4 separate regions of the Mus musculus genome follow, and all the other regions are linked to region 3. Evidence: chromatin contacts called from public HiChIP or PLAC-seq data. All regions are on one chromosome and are shown on one strand. Each heading gives the region's core, a stretch centred on a gene start, on an enhancer-like site or on the middle of the called end of the contact. The rest is flanking DNA. Distances are from core to core; before and after follow the strand shown. Region 1 holds the start of Platr22 (pluripotency associated transcript 22). Region 2 holds the start of Zfp281 (zinc finger protein 281). Region 3 holds the start of Inava (innate immunity activator). Region 4 holds the start of Pkp1 (plakophilin 1).

What was found. HiChIP or PLAC-seq counts read pairs in DNA pulled down with a chosen protein or histone mark.
Region 1: a contact with region 3 is called in an H3K27ac HiChIP or PLAC-seq map of extraembryonic endoderm stem cells. The contact joins the promoter of Platr22 here to the promoter of Inava in region 3. A contact is called at or near these places in 2 of 115 datasets of contacts at active chromatin or transcription factors (extraembryonic endoderm stem cells and pancreatic cancer cells) and 1 of 9 other capture datasets (adipose tissue).
Region 2: a contact with region 3 is called in an H3K27ac HiChIP or PLAC-seq map of embryonic stem cells, with 2.8 times the contacts expected there. The contact joins the promoter of Zfp281 here to the promoter of Inava in region 3. A contact is called at or near these places in 1 of 484 Hi-C or Micro-C datasets (embryonic stem cells) and 1 of 115 datasets of contacts at active chromatin or transcription factors (embryonic stem cells).
Region 4: an HNF4G HiChIP or PLAC-seq map of pancreatic cancer cells shows a contact between it and region 3. The contact joins the promoter of Pkp1 here to the promoter of Inava in region 3. A contact is called at or near these places in 5 of 39 promoter capture datasets (3T3-L1-derived adipocytes, the HPC-7 cell line, liver and 2 more) and 4 of 115 datasets of contacts at active chromatin or transcription factors (embryonic stem cells, epiblast stem cells and pancreatic cancer cells).

The regions. Positions count from the first base shown.
Region 1 is chr1:136,694,072-136,701,123 of GRCm38.p6, reverse strand. It overlaps Platr22 (pluripotency associated transcript 22), which reads right to left and starts at 4,913. Exons shown (of 5, transcript NR_037986.1): 1 at 4,733-4,913. It also overlaps the pseudogene Gm24086.
Region 2 is chr1:136,622,641-136,628,930 of GRCm38.p6, reverse strand. Zfp281 (zinc finger protein 281) reads right to left here and starts at 4,030. Exons shown (of 2, transcript NM_177643.4): 1 at 3,880-4,030; 2 at 1-3,659. The coding sequence starts at 3,645. The coding sequence ends at 964.
Region 3 is chr1:136,229,414-136,236,725 of GRCm38.p6, reverse strand. Inava (innate immunity activator) reads left to right here and starts at 2,446. Exons shown (of 10, transcript NM_028872.3): 1 at 2,446-2,823. The coding sequence starts at 2,621. It also overlaps the pseudogene Gm3878.
Region 4 is chr1:135,913,616-135,920,749 of GRCm38.p6, reverse strand. It overlaps Pkp1 (plakophilin 1), which reads left to right and starts at 1,543. Exons shown (of 14, transcript NM_019645.3): 1 at 1,543-1,939. The coding sequence starts at 1,738.

The sequences.
Region 1 (7,052 bases), core at 3,664-6,163, 460 kb before region 3:
CTTCACTTGCATACAAGTATTACAAAGCACCTGGTGTGCTACTGCCTCCTGTCACTCAGTATCATTTGTGTAATGCTCACCCACAGTCTCATGTGTGGAGAAAATCTAATTTGCTCAGAACTTCAGAGAAGGCTGTCACAAGCAGCCAGCATACTGGAGGTCATAAGGCATATTGGGAGAGTAAATAGAAGGGTGTGGGTTGTGGGCACCTGAGTAAAAATAGGTCCCTCAAAACAACACACACACACACACACACACCTCATTTGCATGTGGCTGAATAGATCAGAAGGCCAGTGTTCTGTCCTTCTTGCAGCCTAGGAAGTAGCTTAGGCATGGAGGCCCAGGTTGGGTACCAAAATCCAAACCAGAGGTGGTACCAAGCCAAGCAAGGGGCCAAACTAGGACAAGAAAGGAGGAATGATTAGAAAAGAGAGTCTAACGTGGGCTAGAATATAACTCAGTTGGTAACTGTTTGCCTCGTATGCAGGAGTCTTGGGTTCGACTCAATCCACATGAAGTTTAAGGTCCATCTCCTATACTTTAGACCCAGTCTCAAAACAGGAAGGCAGGGGGCAGGAAGATAGTGGGTCTAGTGTTTGAAACCTCTCCTAATCCCAAGCTCATTCCGGCAGTCACTTCATTCCATGCTCAACTGAAGAGTAGCAGAGATCTTTACTCAGCTGGAAATGCCTTTAGAAGCAATTTTCAAGTATAACTTATAAAAGGTTCATTTTACATCTTTACTTAAGAAGAAATAAGGTCAGCTGGCTAGTGGAGGCCCAGGCCTTCAATCCCAGCAGTCAGAAGGCAGAGGCAGGGGGATGATCTCTGTGAGTTCTAGGACAGCCACAGCCACACAGAAAAACTGGGGTGGAAGGAGTGGTAGAGAGGGTAGATATAAGGTCTAAACTCAGCAATCCTAACTTACACTCAAAATTACTCCCTGGGAAATTCCTTTCAAATATTCAAAAGATACGAAGCGTACATAAACCGGGGTGGTGGCTCACACAGTCCCAGGACTTGGGAAGCTGAAGCAGGATAGTGAGTTCAAAACCAGCCAGGGTCTACAAAACAAAGGGTCTGAGGGTGAGTGTGCTTTTAAAAGAAGAGGAAGCAGAGGAGGAGGAGGAAGGAGAGGAGGAGGAGGAGGAGGAGGAGGAGGAGGAGGAGGAGGAGGAGGAGGAGGAGGAGGAGGAGTGGTGTTGAAAATGGTCTAGGTAGGAAGACAGCCAGCGACTATCTGTCGCTATGACTCCAGTTACTGAAATTTCATTCTAGACTTTCTGGCATGTTTTGCAGTCTCAAGATAAGGAAGGAGATGACAAGATAAGATGTGCACCGTGGCAGGAAGCAGATAGATGGCTGGGGAAAGATGGAGACAGGAATGCTTTAAGGCCTTAGTGGAGGTGCACACCAGAGGAAGCACAGACATTAGATCTGCAAAGTGGTTTTAAGAAAACGAGTACCAAAAAAAAAGAAAAAAGAAAAAGAAAAAGCCGGGTGTAGTGGCGCACGCCTTTAATCCCAGCACTCGGGAGGCAGAGGCAGGCAGATTTCTGAGTTCGAGGCCAGCCTGGTCTACAAAGTGAGTTCCAGGACAGCCAGGGCTATACAGAGAAACCCTGTCTCAAAAAAACCAAAAAAAAAAAAAAAAAAAAGAAAAAAAAAAAAGAAAAGAAAACGGGTGTTTCCTTTTAAAAATCGTCTTGTTACACTTATTTACTGTGCTAGGGAGCACACGTACGAAGTCAGAAGACAACTTTCATTTCTGCTCTGTGAATTCTGAGAACTGAACGCAGGCAGACCCGGGCCTTCACCTACTCAAGTGCGCAAGCAATATCTCCAGGAAACTGACAGCCTGCTGCTTTTGAAGACAATTCTCCTTCCACTCCTCAGGTTAAATATCACCATAGATCAGGGTAGCATGTCCCCCAGGTCTCACACCTCAGAATAAACAGTCATGTTTCCCAAGCCAGGCCTTTGAGCACTCCTCGAAGCTCTCCTGCAGAGAGGAGCCTGGAGCCCTTCCCCTGACCCTTTCTCTTCTGTTTTCTTCCTTCTCTTCCCCAATTCCCTTTGTTGGTAAGCTAAACTGTTCTGAGCCAAGCTAGGACTTTTGTTTTTTTCTGGTTGGCCTTCCAGAGCAGGGTTAAACCAGTTTGGCAACCTGCCCCTTCCCTCTCAGAGTTTCTCCTCTCTCCTCCTCGCATCTCAAAAAAGTGCTACTGAGGCTCACCGTCTTACCGCTCTGCAGAATCAACAGCACACAATCTGCTATAAATAAGTGAGAAAGAGCCAGAAGAGGAGGCCAGGAGAGAGAATGTGAACCCAGGGTGGTATGTGCCTGTAATCCCAGAATTCCAGAGGCTGAGGCAAGAGGATCTTGGCAACTTTGAGGTCAGCAGGGTCTATGAAGCAAGACCTTGTTTCAAAAAAAGTGGAGGCTGGGCCAGGAGAGATCGCCACCTCATCTAGCAACGGAAACGGGACTCCAATTGAGCAACCCGGGAATTTAATCATTCCCTGAAGCCGACAGGGGTGTGCCCAGGGCTTAAGGGAAGCCTATCAGGACACATTCCTGCCTTCTCTATCTCCATGCACAAGTCTGACCCTCACTGCTGAGGGCTTATCCAAAGGGCTTTTCTGAATCCAAGAAATAAGCTAACTACAATTGAGAAAATAAAGCCCAGAGCTGGAGAGATGGCTCAGTGGATAAGAACACTTGCTATTTCATAAAGGATCTGCATTTCCAGCAACTGAATGGGGGTTCACAAGCATCCAACTCCAACTTCAGGATGCACAAGATGTCCAGACCTACCTGCAAGAAAAACACTCATACACATAAAATAATAAAATAAATAGGTCTAAAAGAAGAAAGGAAAAAGGCCCAGTTGCACACTTAACCCCACCACTCAGTAGTCAGGAGAGACAAGGGCATCTCTGTGAGTTCAAGGTCAGCCTGGGTTACACAGCAAGCTGCAGGTGGGGCTACACAGTGAGACCCTGTCTCTAAGAAAAACCAAAAATGAATAGAAAGAAAACACAGGGCTGGAGAGATGGCTCAGTGGTTAAAAACACTGGCTGCTCCTGCAGAGTACCCGGACTTGATTACCAGCACCCACATAGTTTACAACTGTCTATAACTCCAGTTCCAGGGGATCCTGGACCCCTCATCTCCATGGGCACCAGGAGCACACATGTGATGTGTACCAATATATATACTTATATACACAAATAATTAAAATTATTATAAAAATAACATCCTTATATATCAACTGGCAAATGGTCACTACCCTAACACCTCCCAGGACACTGACTCCTTAACATAAGCCCCAGGACCTTAACACTTCAGCCACACTCGTAGATGGTCCAGACCATCGGTGCTAACTGTTGAATATCTATGTGTGTTGCTCTCTCAAGAAGAAAAGTCCCTAAGATAGTTTCCAAAACCTTGGGAAGCACTGGGGAGGAAGGCTGGACTTTCTTCCCTTCCCAGCACCTCCCCCGCCCGCCCTCCCCCCCCCCCCCCCGCACACCACCCCCACATCCTGCACTCTGCCAAGCCCCCCACCCCACCCCCCACCCCCCCGCCGGCACACCCCAAGCAGGCTTACCACCCTCCACCTTGCTTTTCTTTTCTTTTCTTTTTTTTTAATTTATGAAACGCTTCACAAATTTACATGCCATCCTTGCAGCAGGGGCCAGGATGTATCATTCCAATTTTAGTATATGTGCTGCCGAAGTGAGCACTCTTTTCTTTTTTTTAATTAAAATTTTCTTTTTGAGAATGTCATACATAAATAGTTTCCTCCCTAATTGGGAGTCCCAGTGCTATTATTAGTTTTGGGTTGGTTTTTTGTTTGTTTGTTTGTTTGTTTAGTTTTTCGAGACAGGGTTTCTCTGTATAGCCCTGGCTGACCTGGAACTCACTTTGTAGACCAGGCTGGCCTCGAACTCAGAAATCCGCCTGCCTCTGCCTCCCGAGTGCTGGGATTAAAGGTGTGCGCCAGGTTGTTTTATTTTTTTAAGTTTTTTGCTCTTTTTGTACTGGGACACAGAGCTACACATCAGCCTCAAAAGGCTAGTTTTTCATATCTAATGCATCACAGAACTCTCTAGAATCTCCCTATTTATACTGCAGTGTCACCTACACACACACATACAGTGAAGTCATACATCTTTACGTGCACAGCACCAAGAAACTAGAAACATCTAACATCCTATCTGTGAGAAATATGGAGAATTCTTACACCACAAATTCAAAAAAGGCAAAGAAAACACAAAACACATATAATTTGGGGTTTCCCATACGTTCCTGGATCAAAAACAACATCTAAGGTTGCTATTTTAAAGCCAAATTAAAGTGTTGATGTATATGTGTGTGTGTGTGTGTGTGTGTTTATGACAGGAAACGTCCCTAACAATAACACTTTATTTCCTGCAAACTACAAATAAATTCCATGCATTCCCATGCTTACTTTGCTCTGGAGCCCAGGGCCACTGACTCAGAGTCCGAGACCTCCTGTGTCATTGAGAAGAAAGTTTCTGTTAGGGCCCTAAGGTCTTTCTCAATGTTTTGAACCACTTAACAAAGAATTTGACAAACTGAGATACGTGAAACCTTAGTCACCAAGGACGGCTTCTACGACCTCAGTCTACAGGTATTTTTACCGAGCCATCCCTGAGTCACCAGGCTCTGTAAAAAACTCCAGTATGATCTTGTTTCACTAACCTTCACATCTTTTCCTAACGGAGCTTGCCGCCGGTGGTCACGTGGTACTGATCCTCTTCCTTTTCGGGGCGCAAGCAGCAGAGATTCAAGGCAGTCCGGTAGCCCGATCCGCACCCACACAAAAGTGTTTGGTAATCGCTAACTAAACAAAGAGGAAACGGCCAGGCCTGAAGCCACATTCCCAAACTGATTCCTCGGAACATTCCTCCTTAGAGGTGCCTGCTGACCCAGGGCGGTGGCTAACCCCCTGCTGTGCACAGGAATCCACCAGGCCCACATCTTACAAGCCTCTCACTCAGCGGTCCCCAAACTTACTGGACACTCCCTTTTCTCTAGCATCGTCATTAACATTCCACCTGTACCTTAGGCCTTGCCTGTCTGGTCAGTTCTGCTGAATTCACAGCCCCAGGTATTGTGGGTAATTATCCCTTGCTTACTCCAGGAGTAGTCAGAAGTCAGGATGTCCGTTTGTTTTTGATGGAGGGGACTGGGCCTCAGGCATGCCTGGCTTTCCTCTACCACCGAACTTCCTACCTGTTAGAATTTATGTCCTTTGGTGGGAAATGCTCAAATCCAAAATCCATTGGTCTGTCACTACCAGTTTTCCAGGGGAGACAGGGTGAGGTAGCCTCGCTTCCTACTCACCTCTTTCCTGGCATTACAGAATATGCCAATTCCTTGGCCTGGCACTTGACCTACATGACTGAGAGCTTACAAACAGGAGTTGCAGTCTGAATTCAGAGTCCAGTCTCCTCTGTTTAATAGACCTTGGGCAAATTGTTTCACCTCTCTGAGCTTCAAGGTTTCTATCTGTGAAACAGAATAAAAGGTACCTGGCTTTTGAAAGAAAGGTTTTTTTCTAGAGCAGATTAAATTGGCTACGTAGCCGGGCAGTGGTGCCACATGCCTTTAATCCCAGCACTTGGGAGGCAGAGGCAGGCTGATTGCAGAGTTCAAGGCCAGCCTGGTCTACAGAGTTCCAGGACAGCCAGGGCTATACAAACCCTGTCTCAAAAAAAAAAAAAAAAAAAAAAAAAAAAAAAAAAAAAGTGGCTATGTAAAGCCTGAAGTATGCTGGCTCTGGGGCACACGCCCTAAGTGCCAAGAGCTGGTTTTCCGGTGCCCTTGGCCCATCTTTAGTTAATACAGCTTTAACACCTGGGACAGAAGACAGAGGAAATGGAAAGTTGGGCTGGAAGGGGAAGAGGGCGCCTGCGGAAGCATTTTACAATGTGAAGTGAGGTCAGAGGCACAGACACAAAGATCAAAGCCTCGCAAAGTAGGAGGTGGGTGTGTCCCAGTCTGAGGAGCCAGGTCCTACCTCCAAAACCTCCCCGCTGCACTAAGCACCCAAGGATGGGACCTCTTCCCTTTCTCCCCTCACAGTCACCAAAGGCCATCGCAACCAAAGGATGAGAGCTGAGGGCAGGCACCGAATGCACTTCCCTAACCACAGAGACAGAGTTAAACATTGTTTTAAAAGGGGTGTGCTCAGCAAGTATTTGTCGAATAAATAAAAGCTTTGCGTGAAGGAGAGTTAAGTATGCCCGTGACTAACTGAGATTAAAGAAGCATTGGGGACTGCCATTTCTCTTCACCCTGAGAGGAAGAGTTAAGTTTATGGTTCAGGACATAATGTCTGCTACTGATAACCAGCTCTGTAGAATGAAAGCAATCATAAACAATATGTAAATGACTAATGCAGCTATGGCCAGTAAAACTATATTTGTTTATATATTTATATAGATGTGTATGTTTGGGTATATATATACATATGTATATATATATGCAAAAATGAATATACATGCAGAATCACACAGAGAGATTCAACGTTTGAATGATCTCATATGTTAAGACTTAGGATTTTGGGGCTGGTGAGATGGCTCAGTGGGTAAGAGCACCCGACTGTTCTTCCGAAGGTCCAGAGTTCAAATTCCAGCAACCACATGGTGGCTCACAACCATCCGTAACAAGATCTGACTCCCTCTTCTGGTGTGTCTGAAACAGCTACAGTGTATATTACATATAATAAGTAAATAAATCTTTAAAAAAAAAAGACTTAGGATTTCTTTTATTTATTTATTTATTTATTTATTTATTTATTTATTTATTTATACTCCAAAATTTATTCCCCTCCTGGCCCACCATCTGACTGTTCCACATCCCATACCTCCTCCCATCCCATCCCTGTCTCCACAAGGATGTCATCCCCCCACTCCCAACCCTGCCTCTCCTGCCTTAGGTTTTTCTAACCACTTAAAAACTTAAGAACCAAGCCGGGTGTGGTGGCACACGCCTTTGATCCCAGCACTTGGGAGGA
Region 2 (6,290 bases), core at 2,781-5,280, 390 kb before region 3:
TTAAACAAGAGAATGTTTTAGGCCATGAATAATGCACACCCCAAATTTCAATAGACTATGTGAATTGAACTTACTTTCTAATACTGAAACCAACCAAACACTTGGGTTTTTAATTTTAACACTGTACTAGAGAAGACATTCACAGAATCACTTAATGGAATTACAGCCTTGTTACAGGTGGATAAAGAGGATGGTTTTTTTCCTCTTTCTTTTATTAAAGCTATCATTCCAGGCTTTGATCAAAGATCTAAGAATATTTGTTCTACCAATCTGGAATGAATCTGGGTTTGGAAGTGTGGAGTACATTGAAAAGCTGCAACAAAATATAGGTAGCCAACAATCTCAGAATTTTGGATCAGCCCAGACAGAGATAGCACTTGAAATGTTTTCGATCCCTTACTTAAATGATGAAATGTATATTCTATTAGCCCAGAAAGAGCAATCTGAAATGTTTAAGATCCCTTAACTTAAACAACGAAATGTGTATCATACTATTTGTAAATTGGATATTCCATTACGGTGATAACGTACAGAATTCCCATGCGTTATTACACTTTCCTGAGAGTAAAGCAATTAGAATAACCTTAATCCTAGCAACAAAGTTTCTTTTTTTTTCCTTTTTTCTTTTCTTTTTTTTTTTCTGTACTTTTTTTGTTTTGTTTTATTTTTTTTGTTTTTGCATTTAAAACTTTTGGGCTATTCCCTGACAATCTATACATGTAAATTTGATTGCTAAACATTGTCACTTTGAATGTCAAACTATTTTTAATCTATTGATTTTGATTAAAAATCATAATACAAACAGAGCTAAAATCACACTAACAAAATAAACTAAATATGAAAAGTTGCATTGAAAGGGCATTACATTATTCTTAATAGGATCGTGTAGAAACATTCCAATGGCAGTGTTCTCAAAATAAAACAAAATTACATTAGACTCCCAGCCTGGTCACTCTCGAGACCTTACCTGTAACTCTGGCTGGTGGGTGTCTTTACTCTTGTACTACATGGCTCACTTACATCAGACATCATATTTGTATACCCTGAGAAATCTGACACTGAAGTCCTTACTCTATGGTCCACTTCTCCATTAGAGTTAGTGATAAAGGTCATTGGCACCCTGCTGCCCGACTTAAACTGAGAACCGAATGCTTGTGCAAAGTTCTCAATCTGGTACGTTGTTCTAGGCTCTATGTCTTTCTGAGGATCAATCTGGCTAGCTAACTCCTGAGATGGAATCTGAAAGCTCGTTGAGGACTCTAAATTTTTCTGTTGTTCCTTCTGGCTAGTCAATTTCTGAGATGAGGACTGGAAGGCTGATGATGTCTCTAAGTTCTTCTGAGAATCTATCAGATCATCCAGCTCCTGGGAAGGTGTCAACTGCTGATGTGTAGCATCCAAAGCAGATAAATAAAGACCTGGTTGAGATCCAAACAACATCCCAAAAGGAGGCTTTGGCAACGAAGATGGCAGCACTGAGGTAACAGACTGGCCAAAACCACACTCCAAAGGAGATGTAGTGTATATCTGTTTTTCTGGAAACAAAGTGTGGTTGTGGAGAGGTGAAGACAAGCTGACAAATTGGAAACCGTGTCCAAGAGTAAAACCTGCATTAGTGGATTTTTCGAAAGCCTGTTGGAGGTATTTGGAGTATTCTTGCAACATGCTTGTTTTATCATTTGAAGGTGTTTGGGTGCCTGGGCTCAAATTTTCTTCTTGAACCAATTCAGAGTGTTCTCCTGAGGTGTGTAAATCCACTCGTGGTTCTGTTAAATTGAAAGGATCCTCCTTCTGTGTTTCTGATTTGCCAGAGTACTGATCCAAAATACTTTGTAAAACCTCATCAGGAATTCCAGACTTGTCGTGACAAGACTTAATTTCAGCATTTAGAGCTGAGGAGTCAATAAGTGACAATGGCGCCTCATTGTCCAAAACACTGACCCCTGCAGACTGAATGACTGACTGCTGGGAGACCATGTGTCCTACATTGATAGAAAAGGCACTGTTGCTGCTGGCAGTTGGTAGGTATCTTCTCTTCTTTGAAAACTGCATGGCATCATCATAATTACTACTTATCGGGCCTTGCTTGCCACTTGTACTTTGGAGAAGACTAATGGTCTCCACACTATTATTCGATACGATGCCAAGTGAGCCACCTGGCTTACCAGACAAGGATTTCTGCCCAACTACGTCTGGTAACGGTGACACAAAATTAAGGTAGCTTTTATCTGCATTCTTTCTGCTTCCTTTCTTAAAGATCAATTTTGGCACCCTTTTCTGCAGTTCATCTATTCCAGTGCCAATTATGCTCCCACTGGTAGACACAGTAGGCATTTCTACTGAATAACTCTGCATGTTTATATTGTTTGACATTTGTGATTCATTTGTTTTGCCAGTCTTGTGTTCCTTATTTTCAATAGCTATGCTTTTCGACTTCGACTTTCTCCTTGAGGAACTTGTATTTCCCTGAGACAACACAGCCAGGTTACCCATACTGTTATGGTTTGATGACCCAGGTTCTGCACTAGCGGCTCCTTTTGCTATGGCTTCACCACACGTGCGCCTGTGCTTCAACAATCTGTCAGTCCTTGAAAAATACTGTTGGCAAGTGTCACACTTGTATGGCTTTTCTCCACTATGTGTCCTCTTGTGTCTCTCCATATGGTACTTCTGAATAAACTTCATGCTGCACTGATCGCACCCAAAGGGTTTCTCTCTGCTGTGAATTTTCTCGTGTCTCTGCAGTAGGTATTTCTGGATGAAACCCATACTACACTGGCTGCACTGGAAAGGCCTTTCGCCCGTGTGGATGAGGACATGTCTCCGCAGGTGGTAGGAGCTCCTGAAAGCAGCACTACAGTGATCACAGATATGAGGTTTCTGACTTGGGGACAGGACGGCACCTTCTCCCTCTCCAACCAAAGGTTTGGAAGATGCACTTGGCTTCCTCTTGGCTTTGATTCCCTGAGATTCTGGCTTTGGCCTCTTTGCCTTTTTGACGTTAGCGTCCTGCTTTGGCTCCTGGTTGCCGTGCTCATCAGTCCTGCTACCGCTGCTCAGTAATACATCGCGGTGGTGCTGGGCCGGTTGCTGCTGGGCATGCTGGTGCAGAAGACTGAGGTCTTGGATGACGCCGTGGCTCCCCCCTTCCCCTCCTCCTAGGCCTGGTGATCGCTCTTCAGCCCCAGCGAACAGCCCCCCATAGTGGTGGTGGTGATGGTGGTGGTGGGACGGCTGCTCCTCGGGATCCGCAGGTTTCTCCTGCTTGATGCTCACCAAGGACTGCAAGAATCCCCAGGAGGTCCTCTGCGAAGGGAAGGCCGCGGCTGACGCCGCCGGCTCCTTCTTGAAAGTCATGTCCGGGGCTGGCGGAGGGGGGGGCTCAGCGGCCGGGGCTGCGGAGGTAGAGGAGGATAACACGCACTGCGGGGGAGGGGCGGCCGTCCCCGCCGGCCGGGTGAAGCTGGTGACCGGGGGAAGCCGGTGGTTGAACATAACCATACTCTGGGGGAAGGTGGGCTCCATCTCTGCTCTCCTGCCGCCGCCGCTGCCGCCGCTGGCGCTGCCGGAGCTGCCGCCGGAGCCGCTACCACCGCTACTGCTGGGACCGCCGCCGCCGCTAAGGAACCCGCTGCCGATTTTCATACCCCGGAGGAGGCCTGGCTGCGGAGAGGAGGGAGAGGAGGGAAGAGGGGGAACGGCGGTAGGGCCGGGCCCCGGGCCGGGACCACCGCAGCGTTTGGGACCCGCCGCGCCGCCGCCCAGCCCGCACCGCGCCCGGCTCCCGTCCGCAGCCCCGCCGCCTCCGGCCCGGCGCGCTCGACCCCGCGGCCTTCTTGGCCGCTCCCGCGCCCGCCCCGGCCCGCCGGCCACACTTACGGGTTCCGCCGCCGCCGCAGCCGCCGTCGCCTCCAGTTAATAAAAATAACGCCGTCCTCTCCACAATGGAATTAAAAGCCTCCCCGCTTCTGCGCAGCCGCGGCGCGGTGTCTGCCGGGAAGTCCTCGACCGGACCAGAGGGGCGCTCGGCGAGCCCCGTGCGCCTGCGCCTCAGTTTCCGCCTGGCTAGCCTGTCAATCAAGCGGGCGGTTGGGCGGAGCTGCTGGGGGCTAGGTGGGAGGGGCGGGGACTTGGAGGCGGACAGCGGAGGGTCTTCCGCAGCGAGGGGACGTGATTGGTGGCCCTGCTGAGGGGCAGACAGTGGCTGAGGGTTTCTAGGGAGAAGGCGCTCCGGAGGTGGAGCCCAAGGGGCGGGAAGTCCGGGGACGCCAGGAGAGCGTGTTGCAGCGTGGCGTGGGAGCTGCAGAGGAAGGGGTTAGGGAAGGTGGAGACACTGAAAACTGAACATTGGCATTTGGTTCACTTTAGTGTTTGCAATCCAAGTATTGAATCAAAATCAAACAGAGAATAGGATTCCTTAAGGTACTTGTGATTCTGCCTGAAAGCTTTAAACTCGTAACGGTATTGATTACAGATAGCTTTTACTCCTTTTCAGAATGGAGACAGCAATAACGCTTGTCTTTGCCTTTATTGAAGGAGCCTTTGAGACTGCCATAGAGGAGGGACCGCTGCAGAAAATTGTCTCAGTGCCAGCCTACCTGAAGGCTACGCAAAGGGAAACCACGTGTAATCCCAGGTGCAGCTGTCCTGTAAAACACGCCCACACACACTTCATCATCAGATGGTATTTAAATGCCACGTACTTTCTCAGTTGTCTGAATTTGCTTATTACGTTGAATACTAACTAGCCTCAAATACTGGCCATCGTTCTTGTTTAAAATCTCTGTTAGGATACATACCCCACTCTCCCAACCCCTCCAGTATAGAATACCTAGAAACTTGAAAAGTTGTTCCTTATTCAGTTGGGGGAAATTAGATAAAATCTTGAAATTAAAAGTTCTATCGACAAAACCAAATAGATATTAATTTAGTGCCTAATAATGTATAAAAGGCATTCACAGCGAGCATGCAAAAATCTAAACCAGCAACTTTCCTAGGTGTATTTATACACCACAGACTTTTTAATAAAAAGACCTGGAGAACAGTTATTTACATAGTGTGTTTTCTTAAAGAAATCACACGTCCATATTCTCATAGTGTTTCTCGAGATGACTTCTTGTAATAACTTCCTTGAGAAATTTTGCAATTAAAGCCATAGCGGTGTATTGTTTACCAACACAGGCCTCTCTGAGCCTGCCCAGAAACCTTAAAACTGTATTTTATGAATAGTTTCATGAGGCATTGTATCTTCCTAGCCCCATGGAACTACAGTTAAATTATTTCCTGAAACTACCAGGTATAGCTAAGCGTTGAACACTGAAAATTCAAAAACTTCAGACAGTAATAAAATATTAGTCAGTGCCAGTGAGAAATGAGGCTGTCCCTGTACTCAGGGTGTCCATGTTTAATGGTAAAGCTGGGCTGCACATAAGCCAGCCCAAGCATGAAGGGCAGTGGGACACTCATATGAAAGCCAACTTTGTTCTACAGTTATCAAGATAAGAAACCTGTCATTTCTCTCATTCACGCTGTCAGCCTTGAGCTACTCCAAGCAGACTTACCTCTAGGTTGTATACCCCATATATCAGGAAGATGAAGAGACCCTGTAAAATAAAACGGAGGGGGAAAGCTGTTAGCGCTAATCATTCCGCCAGTGGAAATGCCCGAAATAAACTTTCCCGGGAACAGACAAAAGAAGACACACTTCATCAACGTCCATTTATTTTCCCGTTTTTCACCATTAGAAGTCGTACCTTGAGCATTTATATGATAACACACCAGCACATCACTTATACTGGTTGTGCTATTCAATTCTTTGGTGATAGAAAATAGAAATAGTATCCTAACTACATGGAATAATAATTAGGAGGTGGCTAGATGATGAAACACTTAATATTTCTAAACTCCGTCTAAACTCCGTTTGGAGCAGCAACTTCAGTATATCTTATCATCTTTGAAGTTATAAAATTAGGAAATAATTGAAAGATTAAACACTACAGGTTACTGACATAGTTCAGTGATACTGTGGTTGCCTACTGTGGATAAAGCTTGAACCCCAGTACCAGTGAAACCAACCAACTCCTTTAAACCCTCAAACGAAAGAGATAAACGTAGGTAATAGGGACTGCGGACATAGCTCAGCAGTTAAGAGCATTTGTTTTTCTTGCATAAGATCAGGGTTTAATTCCCAACACCCACCTAGGGGGATCCTGCAGGCATGAACATGGCACATACATGGATGCGGGCAAAAATTCATATACATAAAGTAAATAAATCCTCAAAAAGATAAT
Region 3 (7,312 bases), core at 1,197-3,696:
CTGTAATTCTGCAGCTGTCCACTTCTGGGTGGTACCTGCATAACGCGCAGAGCCATCAGTAAAGTAAACCAGGCCCTAGTCTTCTCTTCCTCAGTCAGCCGATCATAGGGAACCCCCCATGAGGCTATCGATACACTCGTGGCATTGTAACAGGAATAGGAACCATAGGTATTTGGACAACTTCTTCACGTAATTTGCTTGTACCTTCAGGACCTGCTCGGGCTCCGATCTTGTATATACCACTTCTGTTTGATAATGGAATGCTGCTGTGCACGTCCTACTTTATGACTTGGAATGTCAGATAACACCCAGCTCATGATGGGCAGTTCAGGTCACATGGTAACTTGGTGGCCTATTGTCAAACATTCAGTTTTCACTAAGGCCCAATAGCAGGCCAAGAACTATCTTTCAAAGGGAGAATAGTTGTCTGCAGATGTTGGTAGAACCTTGCTTCAAAATCCCAAAGGTCTCTTCTGTGATTCACTTAAAGGAGCCTGCCAAAGGCTCTAAATAGCATCTTTATCTCCCACTCACATCTCAAGTATCATTGGATCTGCTGGATCATATATATAGTCCAAGTGATAGGACAGCGTGGATCTGTTAAAGAGCCTTCTCCTGTTCCAGGCCCCTCACAAAGCTAGCAGCTTTGCAAATCACTTGGTAAACGGGCCTGTGTGATGCATTCAAGTGAGAAAGGTGCTGTCTCCAGAATCCAAATAGACCCATTAAATGTGCTTCTTTTTTGGTGGTGGGAGGGCCCAGGTTCAATAACTTCACTTTAGAAGGAATACCTCTGCATGCCCCACGCCACTGGACTCCTAGGAATTTTACCGAGGTAAACAATCCTAGAATTTTGGCCAGATTTATCTCCCATCTTCTGATATCCATATGTGTGGCCAATGAATCCAAAGCGGTTGCTACCTCCTGCTCCAATCAGCATAGAGTCATCAATATAGTGCACTAGTGTGATATTTTGTAGAAGAGACGGACGATCGAGATACCTTCTAAGTTATGACACAGGGCAAGAGAGTTAATATATCCTTGAAGCAAAACTTGCTGGCCTTGCCAACTGAAATCAAATAGCTTCTAGTGGTCCGTATGGACAGGTACTAAGAAGAAGGTATTTGCTAGATCAATAGCTGCATACCAGGTACCAGAAAATATCTGAATTTGCTCAAGCAAGTACACTGTCTGGTACAGCCGCTGCAGTTGGAGTTGCTAACTGATTTGGTTTCCAATAGTCAACTGTCATTCTCCACAGCCCATCTGTCTTATGCACTGGCCAGATGGGAGAATTAATGGGAGATGCAGTGGGAGCCACCACCCCTGCCTCTTTCAAGTCCTTGATGGTGGCACTGATTTCTAGAGTTCCTCCAGAGATACGATACTGTTTTTGATTCACTATTTTCTTAGGCAGAGGCAACTCTAAAGGCTTCCATTTCAGCTTTTCAAATCATAACAGCCCTCACTCCACAGGTCAGGGAACCCATGTGAGAATTTTGCCAACTTCTAAGTATTGTGTATCTATCCCAATTATACATTTCTGGAACTGGGGAAATGACCACAGGATGAGTTTGGGGACCTACTGTGAGTTGGACATCAGCCAAATCTTCATTAATCACCTGTCCTCCATAAGCCCCTACTTTAACTGGAGGGCCACAGTGTTTCTTGGGATCAGTGTCAATTCAGAACCAGTATACAATAGACTCAGAAAAGTCTGATTGTTCTTTCTTCCAGTGCACAAGTTACTCTTGTAACTGTCTTGTAACTTCCCCTCCCCACCTCTATCTTAAATCCCCTACAGCTCGTAGGTCCTGCTGTGTTCCCTTGCCAAGATGTCTTGTACATCCTGCCTGTCAAAGGTTCCTCTTTAGAGAGCACACTCCTCTGGCCAGGCTTTGGGGACCCTCAGCCTGGTTCAACCTCCACTATCCGTTGGTTTTTGGTCTTCAAACGTATACCAGCTTGATCTGGACTTAAGAACCCTCCTAGTAAAGGAGTCTGAACTTTGAACTGCCATGCTTGGCCCTGGCAAGGACAGTACCAATGTAAACAGAACCAACGGAAAAAGGGGAAAGCGCGAGTTTGAATGAATGGATGGTTTCGTGGGCTCGTCGCAAGCAGCAGGAGGCGCTGCCCAGGAGTGTGTGCCTTGCCGCCAAAGCCGGAGTTCTGCCCGCTGCCCCCAAAAGGGACAGGGCTGGGAACTACGGAGGGGAGGCGACCAGGGTTCGATCGCGCCGCAGTCCCGGCCGCCAGAAAGGATAGGCGAGGAGGGGGAGGGGCGTGCCGTCTCCTTTCATTCTTCCACGCTTGGGTCTCCGGAATGAAAACTGCCCCCAGCCGGGCCAGAGAGAGGGGATGAAAGGCGGCCCCTAGGACCTCTAGTCGAGCCTCGCCCCGCCCAGATTTCAGAAACCGGCCTTGTAGGGGGTGTCACACCACGAGGCTGCGTGAATGCGGGAGACAGGGAGCAGCGTCGCCCCTCGCGCTGTTGCTGCCGCAGGATGCACACTTGGGCTGGCATTGCCCCAACCCAACGTGAGGCCCCGCCCCGTCTCTGGGTTCAGAATCTCGAATCCCTTCTAGCATCTTCCCCTCTCTTCACTGGGCCTTTGGTATGCCCCAGGGGACAGATGTCTTGGGATCTTTAACATTTGGGATGCTGCAAATGCCGAAGTTAAATGAAATACCTCCGGGGAGGGGAGGCCCGGGGGAGCCTTGGGGAGAGGGAAGATGGGCGGGACCAACAGGTCCTGAAGCTGCGCGACCGGCGCGGGGGGCGCGGGGGCAGGCGCGAGGCGCCAGAGCTCGGTGGGACAGGTAAGGCGGAAACTTAGTGAACGGAGCGCGGGAGAACTGGGGGGGGGGGGGGGGGGAAATCGAGCTCCTGAACCTCGGTCTTCATCCTCTGCAGAGGCAGTCTTGCAGGGAAAGGGGGTAATTTTACCAAGGGGTCGAGCATTCCCGAATTTCTACCCCAAAGCTGTTTCCAACGGCCAACCTTTCTCCTTCGACTCACTCCCCCGGCCGGTGGCTCTCCTGGCCAGGTTCCGAGAAGGCAGAAAGCAGGCAAACAAAAGGAGCCGGAGTCCCAGGCCGGCCTAGAAGGAGAGGGCGCGGTGGGGGAGGGGCTGGGGGGGACAGGACAAAGGGGCTTTTTACAGAGAGCCTTAGAGGTTTGATTTCAGGGTGCATCTTCTGTTACCCCTAGTTCTCCACCCTGGCTTAGTTGAGGTGAATACCTTTCCTAGTGGCCAGAGAGGAGTGGAGAAAGAAAACAGATATTCTTCCACCCCTCCTGCCCAGAGAGTCCCCGACTATTTCCCGAGCTCCGCGGCTGGTCATTGATTTGTTAATGCACTAAGTAATTGTGGGAATGCTGGTGGTTGTGCTTTGCTGGGTGCTGTTGGGGTGATGTGGTCAGGTTGAAGGACTTGGTTTTAAAAACTTTGACTCCTAAAGTATCACAGAAACTTCGGGGGCAGCGGAGAGAGCGGAGTATGTTTGGTTACAGGTCTGTGAAAGAGTTTGGACACGAAAGGTTTTGAAGAGATGGCTGTCGTGGAAAGGGCTTGTCTTCCACCTAGATGGGATTCCGGTGCTAGAAAATCTCACTTCCTCGCCTGTCCTCGTAGCCAGTGGCTCTGGGACCTGGGATCAGGGAAAATGGGTGCTGAGTTCCAAGTTAGTTTTAAGCTTCCTCTGGAGAGTGCCCACCTATCCCTTGATGGTGTCTTCCGATAACATCCATCTTGGCAGGAGGACTGTTAGTTAGGTCAGCCTAATTCCAAACCCTAGATTCTAGTGGATTGGGGGGATGCCGAGTTTGGACTTGGTTCAGTGCAAGCAGGTTGGTCTGTAAATCTATTGCTGAGCAACGGATTGATGCCCATCTTCAATGGAAGGCACTGCCAGTGCTGAGTTTCTGCAAAACGAGAGGAAAAAAAAAAGAAGAAGAAGAAAAAAGCTTCATTGCACAGCCTCCTGCAGGAGGCCCGGAGGGTAAGCCTTCCTCCCTGGTAGGTGGGCATCGAAGAGTGAGGAAGCTGCTGATTGGCTCCGGGGCTTGCCTCTTTGCAGGTTGCCTATTTCTTGGGGTGGGCTGTGTGTGTGTGTGTGTGTGTGTGTGTGTATTGGGGGGGTGTTATGTTCTGCTAGAGGGGTTTGGGTTTGTGATATCAGTGACCTGGCTTCTGCTCAAGACTGTTCTTGAAAAGCTGGTTTTCAAGCGCTGAGAATCATTATTGAGAGCCTGGAGGCTTTTCCTGGAAGACAGTTTAAAGAATGTATGTCCCGGTGTGTACAGGCCTTAACCCGAGTTTGCTTTTGGCCCCTGAATTCAGATGAGGTTACCTGAGGCCAGAGTGCTCAGTTGACTCTAAAACTTACACTCCAGGCTGCTGCTGCTGCAGCAGTACCTGTGACTTTCACATGCAGTCGGTTATATGTAAAGAGTTTCATTCATGGGTTGTTTGAAACGACCGGTTGCTGGGTCCTGTTTAATATTAATAACGAAGTATATATGATATGTTCTTATGGTTTCAGAACTGTATTTCAGCATGATTGGGCTTCGTAATTGGTCTCTTTGTTTTATATATGTAAAACTGAGCTATGAGCTGATTCTAGAAACTCCACCACAGCCCCCAGTTGGAACTGGGGGATGGGCCAAGGCAGCTCAAGCCCTTTCAGACACTGGAAGAACACGGAAACCTGTTGGGGGATGGGAGGGGACTGCAGTATTGTGGAGGACTTGGGGGGGGGGCAAGAAAGGCTGTGGGTTCTTTGGGAGGTTCAGAAAACATGCTCCCCACAGTGGGGAGGGTGTGTCCCCGGTGAGGGCCCCTCAGCCTCTGCTTGGAGGAGGTGGTCAGCCTGTGAGACTCGGGCTAGCATTGTTTGGAAAGAGGGTGTGTACCGGAATGTAAAGGTATGGGAGGGGGGTTGTGTCGAGAAGGAACGGTGTTGTTGGTGAAAGGTGGTGGCAGCCTGTGACATAGCTGTGTACAGGAGATGCTTAACAGCCAGCTAGGGCATGGAGTGGGAGCACCGAGTCCCCTGGGGGGGGGGGGGAGGGCTGGGAGAAGGAAGTAGCTTGGGTGTGCATTGAGACCTGAGACCTGGGTCCCAAAGGTGGAGGATGGGAGGTGATGAGACAAAGATCTGAGAGATACAGGCCAGTCTGCTGTATCCTTCTAGCCTCTGGGAGCAGGCAGCAGCAGTCAGCCTTAGCTCTGCTCGCCACTCCAAAGCAACGTATTCCAAGCAACTTTTTGTTTGCCCGAGGGTCCGTGGGACAGAGCCTGGAGGCTGACTTTTTGCAGGGACAAAGGTCCATTTTAGTGAGTATGGAGACGGCGCTAAGGTTGGAGGTTACTGTTGCTTTTGTATGGAGTAAGGGATGATAAGGGAGTGTGGGTCAGTGCCCCATGGATAGCAGTGTTTGGGGTGCACAGAGATTGCAAATGGGATGTGGTGCTCTTGATGTGGCTGGGATTCGAAGAAAGCAGCACTGTCCTCCATCTGCCTAGCATCCTAGAGTCTCTGCAAAAGCAGCCCTGGCCTGTTTCTGTTGTCCCTTTGGTTTTGTTTCTTTTCTAGGTCCTAGGTTTTAAACCCAAGACCTCTGGCTTGTAGTCTACCAACGAGTTCTATAAACTCACAGCTACCGTTTCCTTCTGTTTTTTTTGTTTTTGTTTTTGTTTGCTTGTCTGTTTGTCCAGATTACTATCTTCCTCTGTTGCCCAGGCTGGTCCTCAGTCTATGGATGGCCTCATGTGATCCTCCTGCCTCAGATCACAAGTAGTTGGGACTCTAAGTTGCTAGTGGTGCCTGCCACAACCCCCCAGCGCAGTCTGAGGTTTTGAGATCCTAATCTGGGAAGGACTGAGGCTGTGATCTTTAGTCCAGTGTGTCAGGAGAGCTGTGACTCTGTGAGCCTAGGTTTTCCAAGATGCTCCCTGCGGACAAAGAGTTTCTTACTCTGTTTTGGTTTTTGTTTGTTTTGTTTGTGTGGGGGGCACTTATTCATCAATTTCTAGAAAGAGAAAGTGAGACAAGGGAGACAGGAGGGAACTGGAGGGAGGGCACTGAAGCAATTCATAGCTCAGCACACTATTAGGGTTCCTTGTGGCTACGGAAACTTGACTCTGCTGCTGCCTTCTGGTTCTCTTTCATGGGGAGCCCCTTTTCCCTGCTCCCCTCCGCCCGGAAGTGCAGAGGCCTAGGAGCTGCCTGCCGGCAACTGCCAGCAGCCGGATTAGTTCAGGGAAGGACTTGCTCACCTGCTCCTCCCCTCTGACTCAAGTCATAACAGGTAACCTGGTTCCCCTGGCCCGGCCGCCTGGGAGGGACAACAGGCAGGCGGGACCTGATGAGAGGGAGAGCCAGGGGACGGCTAGCAGCGTGTGGTGAGCTTCCTGGGAGCAAGAGCACCAGGCGGCCTGGGAGACCTTGAGGTGACATGAGAGGTGCCTCAATGCCCTGATCTGGAAGCAGGAGTCTTCCTTGATCTGGACTGAGCTTGGAGCAGGTGAGAGTTGGGCAGGGTAAGGACAATCTTTGGGGTTGAGCAGCAGGCAGACCAGGAAATGGAAGGATCCCCAACCAGACATGGTAACATTCCCTTACTCCTAAAATCGTTTCTGGGCTCAGGGGTAATTGGGGGACTGCTAAGTGAGTTTGGAAACAGGAAGCCTGTGTCTATGAGTAGGCCTAAATTTCCAACAGAGATGAGCTGGGGCAGAGAGGACCTGGCTTTGGAGGCACATTTGTGATGGGGAGGACTCCCAGTGGCTTCCCTGAGGTAAAGGATGCTGGAGTTTCCCCTCTTTCAAAGCCTTTCTTTCTCCCTTGGGCTTTGTCTGGGGATAGCTTTGAGCGGGTGTGTGTGTGTGTGTGTGTGTGTGTGTGTGTGTGGCTGCTTCTGAGTGTCTGTGCTGCCTGGGAACAGCAGTGGGGCAGACAGGCTCCTGAGTTGGAGAGGTGTAAGGATGTTATCTAAACTGCCCTTATCTAAAGTAAGAACTTTCACACCAAGGCCCGATCTCCTCTGGGTGGGTCTGGGCTGCCCTTGTGCATTCTGGGGAAAGTTCCTCATAGTGGAGAGCTGTGCTCTGTGTCAGTACTAGTATTATTCTTTGTCTGGTCTTGCCCAGAGAGGTCCTAATTCAGATATAGGGCCTGGGAAGGGCCTTAGGCCTTTCTGATTTTCCTTGTCCTTGTGAGGAAAACTGGGGCTTAGAAGGCCAGAGTCCCTCCTCAGCTGTCCCAGGAAGCTGCTCAACTGATGGTGGAATGGATTCGGGTCTCT
Region 4 (7,134 bases), core at 294-2,793, 320 kb after region 3:
AGGAGCCACCAGGCCCGGTTAGAAGAGAGGCTTTGTCACTTACCGGGAACAAGCTGCCTCTCTTCTTACCATTAACATGTGGGGCCAGGCTGTGATGTGTACAGCAGTCTGTGGCTGGATGCAGACTCTCAAACGTGGAGTGGTGATAATGGATTGAAGGTGTCTCACTTTAGTCACCAACAATGGCATGTTTGGGCTCACATCTGTCTCGTTTGTTTGTTTGTTTGTTTGTTTGTTTGTTTGTTTTAAGAACACAACCCTCAAGTATAGCACTGTTTCTAGAGGAAGCTAAGGTCTGCTTTATAGCAATCTGCTGTGCAGGTGGTTCCTGTGACTGACGTCTGGAGAACAGCCGAGCTGCCTGTATGTGGTACCCACCTCTCTGGAAGAGAGGTGACAACCATCACGGGGTTGCAGTCAGTCTCCTTGGTGCATAAGTAGCAACCAGTCTTACTTTGTGATTTCTATGCAGATTAAAGGAGCAAGCAGAAGAGGACTCCTGTGGGCAACAAGGTACAGCTACACCTGAAGGCAAAACCAACGGCATTCAGTCACTGAGACCCTCAACCTAAGCTGACAAGATGTCACGGCTGCGCACATCAGTGATGGACACCCAGAACCAGAAACCCGAGGCATCAAGAAATGCATAAGATATTTCCAGTATAGCTTCAGTGGGTAAAGCAGGGTGTGATGCCTTTAAGAAAGATTGCCATCAAAGTGCTTTTAAGACTCAGCTGCTGTCACACACCAAATGCACTGCTGTGTCACCCTCCATCGCTCAGGAGGGTGCCACATGCTTGAAACATCCCCACACACATCCCAAGGTTGTGTGCACATAGAAGAGAACACACACAGTCCTTGGCACATAGTAGGGAGTTTTTCCAGTAAGGGTCTGAGTAGGTTTCAAGTTAGTGTTTATCTCAACTTCTCATTGGACGCCAGGCATTGGTGTGGGGGTAGTACATGCCTTTTCAGAGAAGGTCCATTATTGACAGGATTTCTGTGTTGGGTGTATCCACAAGTGAGTGTTACTTTGTGGGTTGTTTTGTTTTTTAAGTCTTGCCTTGCCCCTGCCCCTGACTTCACTCCCTTCAAGCTAAAGGCACTCTCTTTGGCCAGTGGCAAAAGATCCCTCATCCATCAGCCTGAGAGCTCCCAAGGAACAGGGCTGGTCTCTGACATGATCTCAATGCTTGAGGGTCGCTTTGCTTTAGGGGGCGAGGGGAGGCGGAGAGGGGGAACTGAGCTAGAAGAGCTCCCTTTTCCTCGACAGAGGTCCCCCGTTGGTCCTTAGCTGAGCACGCACTTTCTCCTGGAGGCAGCAGAAGCAGGACCCAGGGGCGTCTCCCCTGGACGTCACCTGGAGAGGAAGGACGAGCCTGGGAGCATTGCACACCGGGCACTCCCCGCCGCCCAGCACACACACCCCAGCTCCCTCCTGGCAGCCACAGTGCCCTGCAGCTCGCGTCTGAGCGGCGGCCTGCGGAGTGGGTGGCGCAGGGCAGGGGTGGTATATCCTGTCTGACGGAGGGCGGGTCCGGCCAGTGCCTACTGAGGGACGAGCCGGGGCGGAGGCGCCAGGAGCAGCAGCCGGGAGCCCTCACGCGGACCAGCGCTCTATGGCCAAAGGGAGCCGCTGAGAGGAGAACAGGCGCTCGCTCGCACCCCGGCTCGCACTCTCGCTCCCCTGGCCCGCACTCGCACCCTCGGCTCCCCTGGCCCGCGCCTCCCGCCACCATGAACCACTCTCCGCTCAAGACCGCGCTGGCGTACGAATGCTTCCAGGACCAGGACAACTCCACGCTGGCTTTGCCCTCTGACCAAAAGATGAAGACCGGCACGTCGGGCAGGCAGCGCGTGCAGGAGCAAGTGATGATGACCGTCAAACGGCAGAAGTCCAAGTCTTCCCAGTCGTCCACCTTGAGTCACTCCAACCGAGGTAAAGGCGCGCGGGCTGCGCGCGGAGCCCTTGGGACGGTGCGTCCCTCCCGATGCGCTTCCGTCGCCCCGTTGGGGACTGAATGTCAGCCCGCTTTGACGGAGTCTGTGAAGAGTGCCCACATCTCAGCAGTCAGGCCATTGCCACAGGGTGGACCCGGCCGCCCCCAGCTAGCCTGCTGCTGGGGATTGATGGCACGCTGTGGGTCAGGATGGGTAGCTCACTGGGGGACACAGCTGGGATTAACTCCTGAATCCAGATGGCTCTCTTTTCCCAGTCCTGCTTCAGGGGCACCAGCCTCCGATTATCTTCAAGTGTCTGTCCTAAAGTTTCAGACCCGGGTGCTCTCGCCTACCTCTCCCCACATCCTCTCATTCATGTTCCTCAGGCTTTGCAATCGTCAAAACCGGCTTGCGCCCAATAGGAGAGAGACAATAACCCTAGTGAAGGTGGTGTTTGAAGGAGGAAAGGGAGCGACTCAATTACTGTGATGGAGTTTGGTTCAGGAGAGGCATTATGGAATTGGGGGGGGGGTCAGGGAGCGCCCCCTACACACACACACACACACACACACACACACACACACACACACACACACACACACGTCCCTGGGATCCCTTGATATTTTACATAGAGTCTCTAACCAAACCAAAGATGCAAATCTGACTAGAAGACTATCATGGGGCCAGTTCTCTGTTAACAAGGAAGGAGGTGTGAGTGCTCACTCTCTTTCTCTAATCCTTAATACAGAGCCCCCTTCCCCTGACCCACCTTAAGTAGAAAATAGTGTCAAACCGGAACCAAAATGGATTGGGGGGGCACCACTCCCAGTCTCAACTGAGCCCTCTTCACAGTGAGTTTGGGCTTCCAGTCCTGTCCTCCCCGATGGCCCTGATGTGTGAGTGACAAGCCTCAGTTTGGGGGAGGCCAGGAGAAAGGGACCAGGTCCCTGAAGCTGAAGGTGGAAAGTGCACCTGACAAGGTGTTACAGGTGGGAATTTTAGAGTGAAATTTTCATACAAAGGATTCCCAGTAAGAAATATGCTAACCTTTGTTTAACAAATATCATTAGCAAAACTTGAACGTATTTGTTTTTATTATTTAACTAGATGGAGTAAAATGCTAATAAAAGTCCAGGTCAAACATGCTTATAGAGACCTGGTTGGGGGAGGGGGAGGGCGATGGGTAAAGGGACAAGGAAAAAACAAAGGAAGTAGACTTCTGCCACCCCTCCAGCGAGTCAGCAGGCCCACACTCTCTGCCCCTGGCATGTGTCCTCTTTCCTCTGTTCCCTAGTGATCCCTTGGTAGAACTAAGGAAGAGAAAATGGCTGTTGGCACACTCTGCCACCTCCCACACCAAAAAAGCTCTGCTGCTCCCGGTGCCCTTTGCCCCTGTCTGGGCGCCTGGCACCTCTCCTAACAGATGCGCACTCCCTTGCCTAACTCCCCTTTTATTTACCGCCTTTGTCACTGCTTCATTTGAAAGCAGGTTTGCAGTGACAAAGGGCCTCCTGGAGCCACAGCTCAGGGCACAGCTTAAGGCCACCCACTCCTCTCTGCTTAATGCCTGACCTTGTCCCTTTCCACCCCCCACCCCCCTCTTCACACCCCCTCCCCCCTGCTCTACCTGTCTCAGCTTCCAGATCCTAGAGCCAGGAAAATCTCAAACCTGGGTTCAGGGCCCAAACATCCCTTCTCCCTAACCTATCAGGGCGTTCCCTGACATCTGTCATCTCAAAGTGCTGCTTCTAGCTTGGGCTTTGTGGGTAGCCATCTGATGATGTCTCTACCAAAGGTCCCCCAAGGGGATTCATCCAGGTGAAGGCTTAGGGCTGACCCTGATGCCTCCCAGTGCATACTTGTCCAGAAACTCTCCTGGGACTGGCCCTGTGGGTGTGTCTGCTCTAACCTCAGCCTCTGGGGAGGTTCCCAAAGGGGGCCAGTTCTCCCAGCTGGAATAGGCGGTTGGGGCACTTGGAGCTGGTGTGGCTGGTTTATCTGGCTTTGTTTTCGTCAGATTTCTCTGTCCTCTTCATCTGAAACGCCCAAGTGTGTGTCTGCTGCACAGCCATTCTGCACTCTCTTTCTCCTGGTGATTTCCATGCCAGGAGCCTGCTTTCCATGTTGGCAGAGATCAGTTGGCAGCCATGGAAGGTCTCTGCTCCCTGGACAGTTGAATTCTCACATAATCTTCTCCTGGAACAGAACACCGGTTTCAGTAGGGTCTGGAGCTCCATGCCTCATACCCAGAGCCTCTTTGTTAGAACCCACACTCTAAAGAAAGCTGGCCCCACCCAAGGGGTTGCTCGGCAAAATGGCCACTGTTCCTTGTGCCCCGGGTGAACAGCCAGGCAAAACTTACCAATAACCCTGGTGCTTAGAAGAGGCTTTTTTCCCTCAGACCCTCGTCCGTCAGGCCCACCCTTACCACCTTCTTCTCTTTAGGAAGGGAATTTTGAGCTGTTAAGGGCTGGATACGGAAGCTAGCACCATTTTAATGTATGTATCTACTTATTCTCTCCTTATTGGTGGTAGGCCAGATCTTTCAACTTGGTCATGAAGTCCCCAAGAGGGCTATAGACCATGCAGAGGGAGATTGCTATCTATTCAAGGGATGTCCATGAAGTAGCTCTCCTATGTGCTCAGGGTGTCCCTTTGTGTGTCAGAGTGTCAGGTATATGTCTTCCTGATGATGTGGGAAATAAGAAGCAACTGGTGTGTGTGTGTGTGTGTGTGTGTGTGTGTGTGTGTGTGTGAAATCTGTTTAGCAAGAGATCTTTGCTGGGGAGTATTGATGTTTCTAAGGGTGGGAAAGACTCCTGTGGTTATTGATAACAAGCTGTCTTGTGAAGGTGAAGAGCTGACAGTCTCCTTTCAGATGTGTACACTGCATCTGGAATCTCTCCCTTCAACTTATCCCATATCTCGTTTGATTCAAGCACAACAACGGCCACCACGACACGCAGATCACACACAAAGTTTCGTAAAAGGAGCTTTCTTCCAAAGTATCTACCATGACCAGCATTTTACCCGCATGGTGCTGGCTTCTTAACGAACTGTCTGTGTGCGTCTAAATCCCCATCTCGGGCCAGAACTTCTTCCTTCTCCCTTCAGTGGGTATTTCCCACTAAAGCACAGAACCTTTATTCCTCTGTGAGCAGAGACTGGATTTTGGCTGGATTTGAGGAGGTGCCTGCTCACCCTCCAAGCTTCCCGCCTGTTCAGGCTCTGCAGTCTCATGCCCGCTCCTGCGTGCCCTGTAAGGGCAGTCTTGGGCGGCCCTGCCTTTGGTGACTTGCGTGTTTGTATCTGTCTGTGTCTCAGCATGAACCCCTGCCAGAGGAAGGTTCTGCTCATTCCATCCTTGAAAGCTGCCCTGTCCTGGCCACGGACTGTGGGTAGACACCACTGTGGGGTTGTTTTCTCAGGCACCAAGCTGAGATGAGAGATGCTAAAGGGCATTTGTGTTTAAGCTTGTTCCAGAGGCAAAACATACTAATTAAACTTCAAATGAACCAATTCTGTTTCTTTACCATGTATCTTGGCTTGAAGTTGGGGTTTTAGCCAATATTTCTGTTGACCTGTTACAACACATGCAAAAATGTGGAGTATCTCAGGGCGTTTCGTAGCAAGTGCTGCTTGTTTTCCTGGATCCTGTCCTCTGCTTAGCTCCCTGGCAGAGTTTGTAAAACTATATTGGAGGGTAGAATATGGGATCGGTGGCCACACTGCCAGGTAACCCTGTGGGGGGCTGCCCGCCCAAATTGCAAATACTAGCATGCCATTTATTCTAGGCTTAAGAATCTGAAAAGTGCTTCTGTGATGGGGTATGGCATGTGTGTTATATACATGTACATACATTCTTCACATGGATATATATGTTGTAGACATATAGTTACTCTATACACATGGACATGTACAATTACATATATACACATACTACAATACACATGAATATAGACATATATGCACATACATATATATGCACATTTGACAATACTCATACACGATGTATATATATATATATATATATATATATATATATATACACACACATACATACAAACACTGCACACATGAACTTGCGTGTAAACATTTAGCAATGCATATATGTGTGAATACATGTATTTTACATTATGAATATATCTCCCCATATGAATACATGCATTTGCTACACATATCTATTCACAGATACACACACAACACATCTCGTGCGTGCACATGTACAAATACACACTAGCACATAGCATAGGCATGTACACACACCACCCCTTGAGCCTGCACTGTGGCAAGAGCCCAGCTTGGCTGTTACTACTCTCTTCTATGCAGTCTCCGACAAGTCAATACCTTTCTCTGGGTCTCTGCAGCTGTGAATTAGGTAAGAGCATATCAAAAGTGCTTTGTGCCCTTTGGAAATAGATTTATTATCCTCTCCCTCTGTAAAGACTTTGCCTAATCTGCCTGTGGCTGTCTTTCAAAATGGCTGAAGACTTCCTAACTGTTTCGTCTCTCTAGTAAATATCCTAGCTAGCCTACAAAAATTAAAGTTCTCGTCACCTAATCGCAAATTTAGGTGAAGGTTCTAAAAAATCCCATTTTTAGAAAACAAGTACCTAGGCCCCACTGTCTGCGGTTCTGATTTAGTCAGTCTGAAAGCTGGCACTCTAAAACCTTCATTCGCTGACTCTGCCATATATCAAAGTTCAGAATTATGATCCCAGTCCCCACCCTGCACTCATGTCGGACCAGCCCAAGGACTGTACCTGACATGCCATTCACTCATTCTTGCTCCCCTAGAGGAGTGGTTCCTACGTGATGGGTTTTACTCCTGACCACTGCTGAGTTCCCCTCTAGCCCTTTCCTATGCTTACCCACCACACTATCTATACCAGGTCTGTTCCACAACACGGGTCTGGGCTCTACCCAAGCTGTGGGTTCAGTTGAAGCCACACAGGTCCTATCAGATAGAACAGGCACCATCAGAGCTGGCTTTAACCATTGCTCAGCAAAGTCTGCAGGAGCCTTGTGAGGCTGAGGAGAGGGTGCCTAATGAGGGCAGCATGGTGTGCTTGGGCCTTTCTGTTGTATGCATATGCCCAGGAAGAAGCCAAGAACCACGGCAGAGAGTGCGTGATGCAGTTGTACTGAACTCTTCGACCTCCCTGGGATCCTGGGGATGCCAGAGGAGGAGGA